Linked DNA regions of Mus musculus: all the other regions are linked to region 3. A link is a contact called in public ChIA-PET data. All regions are on one chromosome and are shown on one strand. The core of a region is the stretch at or near the end of the contact, and the rest is flanking DNA. Distances in the headings are between cores, read along the strand shown. Region 1 has its middle 21 kb from the start of Gm38730. Region 2 has its middle 4.7 kb from the start of Gm38729. Region 3 overlaps Card11 (caspase recruitment domain family, member 11).

What was found. ChIA-PET counts read pairs in DNA pulled down with a chosen protein or histone mark.
Region 1: a contact with region 3 is called in an RNA polymerase II ChIA-PET map of memory CD8 T cells, with 117 read pairs. The contact joins two enhancer-like sites. A contact is called at or near these places in 3 of 484 Hi-C or Micro-C datasets (CD4 T cells, myeloid progenitors and olfactory sensory neurons) and 3 of 115 datasets of contacts at active chromatin or transcription factors (effector CD8 T cells, large pre-B cells and memory CD8 T cells).
Region 2: an RNA polymerase II ChIA-PET map of memory CD8 T cells shows a contact between it and region 3, with 228 read pairs. The contact joins two enhancer-like sites. A contact is called at or near these places in 5 of 39 promoter capture datasets (the C10 cell line, cranial neural crest, pre-B cells and 2 more), 6 of 484 Hi-C or Micro-C datasets (CD4 T cells, CD8 T cells, Th1 cells and 2 more), 4 of 115 datasets of contacts at active chromatin or transcription factors (T-cell acute lymphoblastic leukemia, double positive thymocytes, effector CD8 T cells and 1 more) and 3 of 9 other capture datasets (adipose tissue, liver and pancreatic islet).

What each region holds. Positions count from the first base shown.
Region 1 is chr5:141,042,549-141,046,078 of GRCm38.p6, reverse strand. No RefSeq gene overlaps it. Among named protein-coding and RNA genes, the nearest start is that of Gm38730, 21 kb to the left of the region's middle. Within about 2 kb of position 1,803, at least 96 of the 459 cell types and tissues checked have an H3K27ac peak or open chromatin away from gene starts, as enhancers often do. A contact at or near this core is called in effector CD8 T cells, memory CD8 T cells and myeloid progenitors, where this site is marked.
Region 2 is chr5:141,016,423-141,019,982 of GRCm38.p6, reverse strand. No RefSeq gene overlaps it. Among named protein-coding and RNA genes, the nearest start is that of Gm38729, 4.7 kb to the right of the region's middle. Within about 2 kb of position 2,027, at least 92 of the 459 cell types and tissues checked have an H3K27ac peak or open chromatin away from gene starts, as enhancers often do. A contact at or near this core is called in CD8 T cells, T-cell acute lymphoblastic leukemia, Th1 cells and 3 more, where this site is marked.
Region 3 is chr5:140,871,226-140,874,717 of GRCm38.p6, reverse strand. It overlaps Card11 (caspase recruitment domain family, member 11), which reads left to right. Exons shown (of 25, transcript NM_175362.2): 24 at 262-377; 25 at 1,189-1,719. The coding sequence ends at 1,393. The region is part of intron 3 of Gm30804 (a long non-coding RNA gene); the gene reads right to left. Among named protein-coding and RNA genes, the nearest start is that of Gm52831, 20 kb to the right of the region's middle. Within about 2 kb of position 1,962, at least 97 of the 459 cell types and tissues checked have an H3K27ac peak or open chromatin away from gene starts, as enhancers often do. A contact at or near this core is called in CD8 T cells, T-cell acute lymphoblastic leukemia, Th1 cells and 4 more, where this site is marked.

The DNA of each region.
Region 1 (3,530 bases), core at 554-3,053, 170 kb before region 3:
AAGCCAAGCTTGGGGTTTCTTCCTCATCTTAGACCATTTATGTTCCAGGATGAAAGACACACAGTCTTGTATTTTTAAATATGCCTTAGGCAGCACAATAGCTGGGCAGCTGCCTACCCTCCATGTTGTTAGAATCTGCCTTCCCATTGACAACACAAGTTATTACTTACTATGTTTCGTCTGGGATGCTCTGAGCCCTAATTGCCAGCCCACATGGCCACATTTTTTAGGGCTCAGCTAACCCGTGGTAGCTCTCCTTTCTCCTCTCCTGCACTTTCTTCTTCTATCCCAAGGTGGCTTCTCCCAAGCCCGCCAAACCTTAACCCCACCTATGTCTCTTCTGCCCAACTACTGGCTGTTGGCAAACAGAATTAACTTGGGGGCAGGGCCACTCAGTATCTTACTTGTGAACTCTTTCAGACTCTCTCATCTCTGGTGTTTCAGTCTTGGGGGCCCCAAATTAGCCAGCATAGGCCAACACATTACATTAGTACCTGAGCTCAGACACTCAATGCCCATGTAGAAAAGTCCGGGCCTAGTGTCACTTGCATGTAGCTCAGTGCTGGGGTGGATGGAGATGCTTGGTGGATGGATACCTGGGCTTGCTGGTGGTTGGCCTAGCCTACACAGGCAGTTCTAAGGAGTGAGAGAATTTGTCCTAATAGTTAAGGTGGCCAGGCACTAAGGACTGCCACCTAAGGTTGCCCTCTGCCCTCCACACACACACACTCTCGCACACACACGCACATGCACAAGCACACATGCACTTGAGCACATACGGACATTCATGCACACACACACACACACACACACACACACACACACACACTCATCCACACATAATCACAATTATCACTGAAAGCACCTAGCTTACAGGCTCAACCCCTTATCCTGCTTCTGCAGCCTCCGATTCTTATCTGTGGGAAATCACAAGGTCCTGTGGTATCAGGATCCCACCCCCGACCCCAGGCAGAGGTAGCTGCTGAAACAGGAAGTGTTTATCCACACAGTAAGACCGAGACCGCCAGCAAAAGCTGAGGAGAAAAGTAAAGAAAAGTGTGCGTGCTGCGTGGACTGATTTTCATAAAATTAACATCATAGTGTATAATAATGCTCCCAATATAACGTCTTTTCCCAATTAATATTTATAACCTTGCACGGATTAAATCATACTTTTGTGATTATGTTAATCATCATTTTTAAGCCTTATTCAGGGCCAAAGATAACAGCTGGCTGCGCTTTTTGCTTTGTTTTGTTTCCTTTTCTTTTTGAGACAGTCTTCCTACATAGCCCAGGCTAGCCTCAAATTCTCAATCTTTTCGCTTTGGCCTCCAGTGTGTGGAGATTACAGGCACATGCTGTAGTGCCTGGCTTTTTCTTTTGTTGGCTTTTGTCTTTAGAAAGTTCTAGTGACATTCCAAATTCTTCCAAGAGAGAGAGCCATTGTGACTTTAATAATGGTGACACACGTTCACATAGGCATCTGCCCCTGAAACTGAAGTCTTCTTAGACACCTGGTTCCAAAAGGTTTCAGGTTTTTATGATTCTTTCTAGAAGTGTCCCTCTTTTGCACACATTAAACATAATTGAAATGGGAGACGCATCCACTCGGCACCCACGCCCTCCTGAACCTCTGTCTCACGGCAGGACCGTTGCCTCCTGGGATAAGGGTCTTCAGCAAGCATGAGAGACCAGCGTGCCCAGCAGGCTAGTGCAGGCAGAGTTACATCCTGCACGCTGCCCGTCTGCTCTCCCAACTGCTCAGCTATGGGCTCCATCCGACACCCTAGCTTTGTTCGCAGAAGCTGCACACTCCACCCCTCAGCACAGGAAGTAGAGCACGAAGCTGCATCAAGTCTGTGGGCTGGCAGTGGGCAAACCTCACGGCTCTTCCTTTCCCAGCAACAGATTCTTTTTCTTCGTCCTTTTAAGGACTGAAGAGATGGCTTAGTTCCTGTGTAAGCGCAAGGACCTGCGTTTGGATCCTCAGCTCCCACGGTGCACCTCAAAGTGCTCAGAAAAAAAAAAAAATCTGCTGCGTGCTCGGCCCTAAATGGGGCATCTATATCCAACCCTCCTACATGATTCAGGGAACATCATGGAAGCCAGGCAGAAGATGAAGAAGAGAGTTGTGAAACACTGGCTTCTGGACATGACCATGGTACCCGTGAACCCACAGCTGCTGTGGTTACCTGCGCACAGACAAGCCCGACATCATTCCAGCATGGATTGGGGAGGAGCTCACAGGCTCCACCCTCATCCATGATTGGCAGCTGATTGCTGCAAGGGGAGGGAGTCAGTTATAGTCAAAGACAGCAAACGCTTCTGCCTTACACACATGGGTAGGAGCTGCCATAACTGGATTCAGCCTGTTGTAACAAAATAAGAACACATAAAGTTGGGAGGGGGACATAATAGGGGGTCTTGGAAAAGGGAATTAGAGGGTGGATAGGATCAAAATGTCTTGTAGACGTGCATGCAACTCCCAGAGAATAAGTAATATTAGATATACTTAAAGCCAGGTGTCAAGCATTCCTCTTTAACTGCAGCACAGAGGGATACAGAGGCAAGTGGACTCCTGAGGCTCACTGGCCAGCCAGCTCTCGGCTCAGTGAAAGATCCTGCCTTAAGAACTAAGGTGAAGCACAACCAATGCAGGAAGACACTTAACCATCAACCTCCACACATGTGCACATACATGCATGCACACTTGCACACACATCAGCACATGCATATGTGGAGGAAAGATCGCATGACCCCTCTGCTGAATCCTGCGTTAGCCAGGCCTGCTATGAGACAGTACCACCAGCCAGGCAGCTCAGTAGTAACATGTCATGCTGTTGGGGGGTTGGGGGTGGGGTGGGGTCTGAAGTCCAAGGTCAAGGGGTCTCAGCTTGGTTCCTACGGAGGACTGGAAAGCAAGAGGTATGTCTTCCCATCTCTGTCACTTGACAACAATCTTTGATGACCCTTGACTTGTGCACTTAAGGGAGGCAGCTCACAACTCCAGGGTACTGTTCATCACAGCAGGAAGACAATGCATGGATGTAAAGCAGCTAGGAACATCCCATCCAGTCCGGAGGAGAGAAATGATTGAAGACGTGCCTAACAGTCAGACAGTTCTCTACCCTTACACATGCCGGCTCCAAACCAAGGGCTGCTGCTGGCCACTCAGACTGGGGCTTGGCACATGAGTTAAGGCAAATCAAGACAAGCCCTGACCCAAACCACCTGCTGCTCAGCTCCCTTTAACTTAAGCGCAAGATCGGATCTAGATAATCATCCCTCATGGAGCCAATTCTCCCAGGTGATCCTAGACTGTATCGCTGGACAATTAACAACTGACCTTGCACAGGGAGACAGGAATGCTGGGACTCAGCTGCCTCCTTTAGCCTCAGTCCAGGACCCCGCCCCATAGGGCGGTCCTGCTCACTGTGAGGGTGGGTCTTCCTACCTCAGTTCACCCAATATAGAAACTCCCTCCTAGACATGTCCAGAGGTTCCCACTCCCTTATACCCACCACCCAAAC
Region 2 (3,560 bases), core at 778-3,277, 150 kb before region 3:
AGATACAACCTTCAAAGGCCCATCTCAATCTTTGCTGGCCAGATCCCATCTCTTATAGGTTACACAGACTACAAAATAGCTCCATAATCATGGGAACAACCTTCAAAGCATGGCCCTATAAGGAGCATATCAGAACCAAACCCTAACAGACTTAACAACAGCCAGCCAGGGTTTTGAGACTGAGTTTCCTGTTGAATCGGGCAATGAGGCAGACACAGCCATAATTACTCTCCAAGTTCCTCATGCCTTCCCTGACATTTCTGTGCCTAAGAATGTGTCAGGAAAGAGATGGTATATGAAGCCAGGCGGTGGTGGCACACACCTTTAATCCCAGCACTCGGGAGGCAGAGACAGGTGGATCTCTGTGAGTTTTAAGCCAGCTTGATCTGCATAGTGAGTTCTAGGACAGCCAGAACAACACAGAGAAACCCTGTCTCAAAACAATGCCACCTCAGCAACAGTGACCAACAAAGATAGTATGTGAATACTCCAGCTCCCATGTCAACTTATCAGGGTAATTGCAGAGGGCTGGGCCCCAAACTCAGTCTCTCCTGCCAGAAAACATTTAAGGGTCAGTGAGATGTCTCCACAGCTAAGAGCATTTGCCAACAAGCCTAAGGACCCACAGTTGAACCCTAGGAAGGCTCAAGAGAGAAATGTTAAGAGACAACTGACTATTTTTCTTTTTAATTAGACTTTGGTCATATCCTAAGCTAGAGGTCAACTTGTTTTTTTGGTTTTAGTTTGTTTTTTTGGATTTTTTTTTCTTGATAATCTTGTTTAATTACACATGGTAAATTGTTCCCATTGTTCCAAGAATTGACTAACCAGAAAATGTTTCATGGTATGTTAACTGTCTGACCATAAACCTGTAACAAGCACCTTTCCCATGATTATAAAAATAGCTGCAAAATTCCGCTTTTGTGATCACTTTTTATACAAGGGTCCTCCTGCTTCTGGTCTGGGCTGCTTTCATTCTCCTACTCCTGAGGAGAGTGTAAGTCTGGCCTAGCCAGAAAAGTACAGTTTTTGCCTTGCAACATCTCAATGTTAGCGCCTAGTTTTCAGCATCATGACAAGAAACAACTCCCTCAAGTTATCCTTTGACCTCCACTTACACATAATTGCATGTACCACTCTTGTCCCCCACAAATACACACACACACACACACACACACACACACACGAGATCAACATTGACCTCTGACTTCCAGAATACACATGTGCGTACGCACACGCACCTGCACACACAGAAATTAGCCATCAGAGGAACCATAGTGAGCAGTGGGAGACCAGATGGGAAGAGTCAAAGGTTATTATTGGTCCAGTCCCCTAGAGAGCCAGGATACCCTCTTCCTTTCAACCATTCATGTAGAATCATTCTTCATGGCTCAGCTACAGCAGAGAAAGCCCAGGGATAGAGTCCAGGTGGTGTCTCTTGGGAAGGTGGGGCTCTGTCCCCAGTAAAAAGCTCAGAGGCAGGGGTGAGGGCCTTACAGCTCCTTCCCTTGACAGCTGCATCAGCAGCCAGAAGAAACACTTCCTCTTTCCTGCTATGGCTTGCTCCTCCTCTAGAAACAGCTCTCTCTCTCTCTCTCTCTCTCTCTCTCTCTCTCTCTCTCTCTCTCTCTCTCCTCTCAGTTGTGTATAAGAAAACCATCTCTCTCCATTTCCCTCACTCCATATAAACATCCTAAAGTGCATCCTAAGTGTGTGTGGCCAGCTAAAGACCTTGAAGAGTGTTGTGATGCCTGCAGGTGGCATCCCCTTTCATTAGACTCTTAGCTCCTTCCTGGGCTCAGTGGCAAAGCAATGTTTACAAAACTTTCCACTCTGAAGCATCTCTCTCTCTCTCTCTCTCTCTCTCTCTCTCTCTCTCTCTCTCTCTGTGTGTGTGTGTGTGTGTGTGTGTGTGTGTGTGTGTGTGTGTGTGTGTGAACGGTGAAAGAGGAAAGGGAGGGGTCGGGGCTGGTGGTGGTAGGTAGAGGTGCTATTTCATATAAAAAAGGAAACTGAAAGAAATATTGAGGACCCAGGATTACACAGTGAGTTCAAGGCAAATCCCACAGCAGAACCCAGCTGCTTGAATGTGCAAGGGTCAGGGGACACATATCCTACAGGCCTACTGTCCTACATCTCTGAACACAGTCCCCAGAGCATTGAAGTTCAGCTCTGACAGTGTGTGCCCTTGGACTTCTGTGCTATGCTGTGAGAGACATACAAAAAGGGCACACATTATTCGTGCCCACAGGAGAACCTGTTTGTGCATTAGAGGGGATTAAGTCCAAGAAAGGACCCAAAGGACTCAGGAAAAGTAAGGTGAGCCTTCAAAAACTAAGGGTAGGGTACTAGAGGCACCTCTATGCTGGGTGCAAGCAAAAATGGTACATTGTAACCATAAAACCAACTGTGATTAGCTACAAACACACACACACACACACACACACACCAAAAAGAAAGAAAGAAAGAAAGAAAGAAAGAAAGAAAGAAAGAAAGAAAGAAAGAAAGAAAGAAAGAAAGAAAGAAAGAAAGAAAGAAAAGAAGAACAATCTAACAGCAATCCTACACAATATCGGAAATCAATCATCTTCCCCCTGGAAAGTAGTCTTGGATGAGTATAAGTTCTAAACAACTGATGGGGTTACCTTTGGATTTTAATAATATATATGTGAGCCTCAAATTGCTACATTGGTTATTACTTGAACGTAGGAACTCACTCAGAGGACCCTGCTGTAGGATATGCCCCCAAAGCATACATTGTTTCAAGAATGAGTTACCATGGCAACAAACTAGGACTGCCCACTCTGGCTACTTCTAGTAGTCCTAGCCCAGGCAATTAGGCAAGAAAAAGAAATGAACGGTATCCAGATAGGAAAAGAAACACGATTGTTCCTATCCTCAGATGGCAAAGTTTTGTAGAAAACCCGAGAAATCCACTAAACCCCATCACGAATAATAAATGAGTTCTGCAAGCTTGAAAAATACGAGATCAATGGATAAAAATCAATCGGGGTGGGCCACACTGTGGAGGATTGGGACACCACACTTTAATGAAAATTGCTGTACCCAGAGGATACTGGCAGGCCCAGAGCATCTGAAGAGTTATTAATAAAATACTGATATATTTAATTTCTCTAGTCAGATACTTCGAAATTACACAGACCATCCCTGTGCGTCCAGTTATGTTCAGCATTTCCTGATACAAACAAAAGACACAAGAAAGTGTGTGAGTGTGTGTGAGTTCAAATTATGGGAATGTAGAAGTTGGAACATATGAGTGGGGAGAGAGAGAAAGAGAGAGAGTTGTTTGAGTGTGTGTGTGTGTGTGTGTGTGTGTGTGTGTGTGTGAATTTGAATGTCTGTTTGAGTTTGAATATGTGGGTTTAAGTTCGTGAGTTTAAGGGAGTTTGTGAGTTTGAACTTGTGTGAGTGTTTGTGTGAAAATATGCCTTTCGTGGGTGTATGAGTCCCGTGGGAAGCAAATAGGTATGTGGAAGTGTTTTAGTGCATGAGTGTGCTGTGTAGATGTATATGTTAATGTGATTTCAAGTTACACTCCT
Region 3 (3,492 bases), core at 713-3,212:
CCCTTCCTGGCATTTTCTGTTCTCTTACCCATTACCAGGAATTCCATGGAAGGCTGGAGGGGGTGAGTGTCCATTGCAAGCCCCCCTTGGATTCAACCTCAATAGCCGGTGTCACTGTGCTCAGCGGGGCTGAGCAAGTAGTACTCAGGTGTGGGGCTACGACCTCACCGAGGCCAACTTTTGAAGTTCCCTAGCACAGCCTGGCACCCACAAGGACAGCTGGGTGGGCACCACTGCTGATGGTGGCTGTTATACTTGCAGAACAAACACTGCCTGCTGGAGGCTGGGATCGGCTGTGTGCGCGACCTGATCAAGTGCAAGGTGTACCCCATAGTGCTGCTCATCCGGGTGAGCGAGAAGAACATCAAACGGTTCAGGTAAGGACACCCAGTCCTCACACCTGCCACACACACACCACCCTTACTCAGCCCTTCCAAAAACTCTGGATGCTGGGACGTGTGACACTAACCCTGAGTGCAGCCGGGCAAATGCCAGTACACATATGTAAGACACATGGGGTGAATGTGGCTGGTGAGAGATGGTCTGTCAACTTCCTGTCACTGAGATACTTGGGTCGAGCCCAAGAATGTAAGAAGCCCAAATTCAAAGAGGGAAGTGGCCAGATGTGGTGGCACGAGCCTATATTCCAGACACTCAGGAGGACCACAAGTTTGAGGTTAGCCTGGTGGAATAGTATCCAACCCTGAAAAGGGAGAGTATTCTAACACCTGCCAGGATAGGGGTGGCTCTCAAGGATAGGATGCTGTAAAAAATCAACCAGGAAGACAGGCAACATAGGGTTCCACTTACGGGAAATCCCTTAAGTATCAGACTCATAGAGACAGGAAGCAGTGATAGGAGCCAAGATGAAACACAGGGGGAGAGAGTGGAGTTTGTGTTTAATGGGGACAGAGTTTCCATTTGGGACGATGTCCTGATTCTGGAATGAAAGGTTCTCACCATGTAGCCCAGGCTAGCTTTGAATTCACATATTAGTGAGTACACTCACGGCTATAATCCCAGCACTAGGGAGGTGAAGGCAGCAGGTCCCCGTCATGTGTGGTCCTTGACCCCCACAGGCAACTGTACAACCCAGGCTTCTAGCTCACACTGTGAGCATCGAGCCCTGCAGCCTCCCCATGTCTTCCCCTGCCTGCTGTCTCTCCCTGCCCACCTCTCCACCCCCAGGAAGCTGCTGCCGCGGCCAGAGACGGAAGAGGAATTCCTGCGAGTGTGCAGGCTCAAAGAGAAGGAGCTGGAGGCGCTGCCCTGCCTCTACGCCACCGTGGAAGCTGAGATGTGGAGCAGCGTGGAGGAGCTGCTGCGAGTCCTCAAAGACAAGATTGTAGAGGAGCAGCGCAAGACCATCTGGGTGGACGAGGACCAGCTGTGAGCTTGTCTGGGTCTGACCTACACACAGACACACCGGGGTCCTGAGCCCCTAGCAACAAAGTTACCAGACACCAGACGCCTGGTGGAAGGTCAGGCTCTGCTGGCGTGAACAGAGATGAGCAACCCCAGAGCCTGGGGCCCAAGGCCAGCAACCAGAGCAGCAGTTGAATGTAAACTCACGGGACAGGGACGGGTAAACTGCCTGCAGGCCTCCAGCAGCCACAGTGGCTGCCAGCCCAAGAAGAAGCACGAAACATGCGTCCCAGGCTGGGGAGACAGGACTCCTCCTATGCCGTTCTTTTTCTTGCATTAAAATTCCTCCAGTTCTCCTTTGCAGAGGTTCTTATCCCACAGTCTCACTAGCAGGTGTTTCCATCAAGCACAGTCAAGGTGGGAATGGGCTAAGCTTTCCCACGCAAACGTATGCTCTGAAGGGAGGTGAAATGAGACCCTTTCGACCCTTACCAGATGCTAACTGTAGAGTTTCTCCGCTGGAGGTGGGGCCTCGGGAGCCACGCCTACCCCTGCAAGCCCTGTAAAGAGTGTTTACTGGTTTGATCCTGTACAGAAAACCACAGCCTCTGGGCTGGTGAGCGCAACGCCCTGCCTGTACGGAGGACAGCATTTCACCGCTCTCCCTGCTATCCTCAGACTTTTGCAATCTCTCCACACACACTCTTGGTGGGGGGGGGAGGGGGTTGAGACAGATGCTCCATCTACAGCTGAGCCCTCTTGGCCACTTACCCTGAGCACTCTGACCAGCTACCAGCCTCTGCAGAGAACTCTGCCCCAAGGCACAGTGGGGCCTCTCCGACCCGGGTTGAAAACGTAAGGCTTCTGTGGCTACATTATGACAAATATCACAGGTTGAATCTTCATGGCTTTGTCACCTTATCAAGGCACCAATTGTCCCATCTTTGTTCTCATTAAAACAACACACACACAACAAAAAAACAAAAACAGAAAACAGCATAGTGCAGCCTGTAGCAGTTTCGTCATTTTAAAAAGATACCAAAAGTGCAACATAGGAAGCTGAGAGTGGGTAGCCGGGGGACCCGGAGGCCACTGCTTCTCTCCTTTCTGCCTCATGGCCCATCCCTAGTCTGCCAAGGACCCAGGCACCTTTCAAATCAACACTCCTAGCAGCCAACAAGCATGGCATCTCCCCCCCACCCCCCAACAGACCATAGAAACAAGTTAACTGCTCTGGGGCTGCCAAGGTCCAGCTGCAGCCATTTAAGTCGCGATAAAGCGCCTGGTGAGGAGCGGAGGGGCTGCAGGGCCAACGCTCCACCTCTATAATGCCTGAAGTGATGGTAAATTTCCTTCAAGCAGAGGCCGTCTCACTTCCACTTAGAAGTCTCGCCAAGGGGACAGACGTGACCAGAAAGGAGCCTCGGATAGAAAGTCTACTGATTTATTTCTATTTATTTATTTAAGTTCGGAAGCCTCGGGCTGGCTGGCCTGAAAAGCCAAACGGACTTGCATAGAGTTTGGGGGGAGGGATGCAGCGTGAAGATCTGGGAAGGAATGAGTGTCTAAGATGCTCCCCCCAGGGATGGCCAAGCTCTAGTCTGCAAGACTGAGAGGCAGGCCCAGAGCCGCAAGGGTGGACGGCAGAGAAAGATGGAAGGAGGTTCCCCCTAACACCCCACTCTCTCTACACTGATCTTAAGTCAACACAGCCTCAAGTTCTCAGGCTCCTGGACCTCGTCCTCCCCAGAGGACTACCACAGGCTTGCCAGCCCTCCCCAACAGAGGGCTCTCACCCAGGGCCTCTCTGGAAGGAACGCTCCCATGTGGGCAGAACCCAAAGCTGCACAGGAAAGGGCGTGTGGGGAGGCAGGAGAAAAAAGGGGTGTTTTCTGTGTTGTTTGGACATGAAAGTCATGAGTGAGGATGGAGGTGCTGGTGCCCCGCCTCAACCCCGGGGCTGCTTTGAAGCCACTGGGTGCCTAGTTCAAAATCATATTGAAAGTTTCCACGCTAGCTGGGTGGCTGGAAGTGACCCTCCCCCACCCCCACCCCTGTGGGAATTTGTTTTTGTAACAATGTGTCAAGTTCAGGTTCCATTCTGAGCTTCTCCCCTGCCTGTCTGAT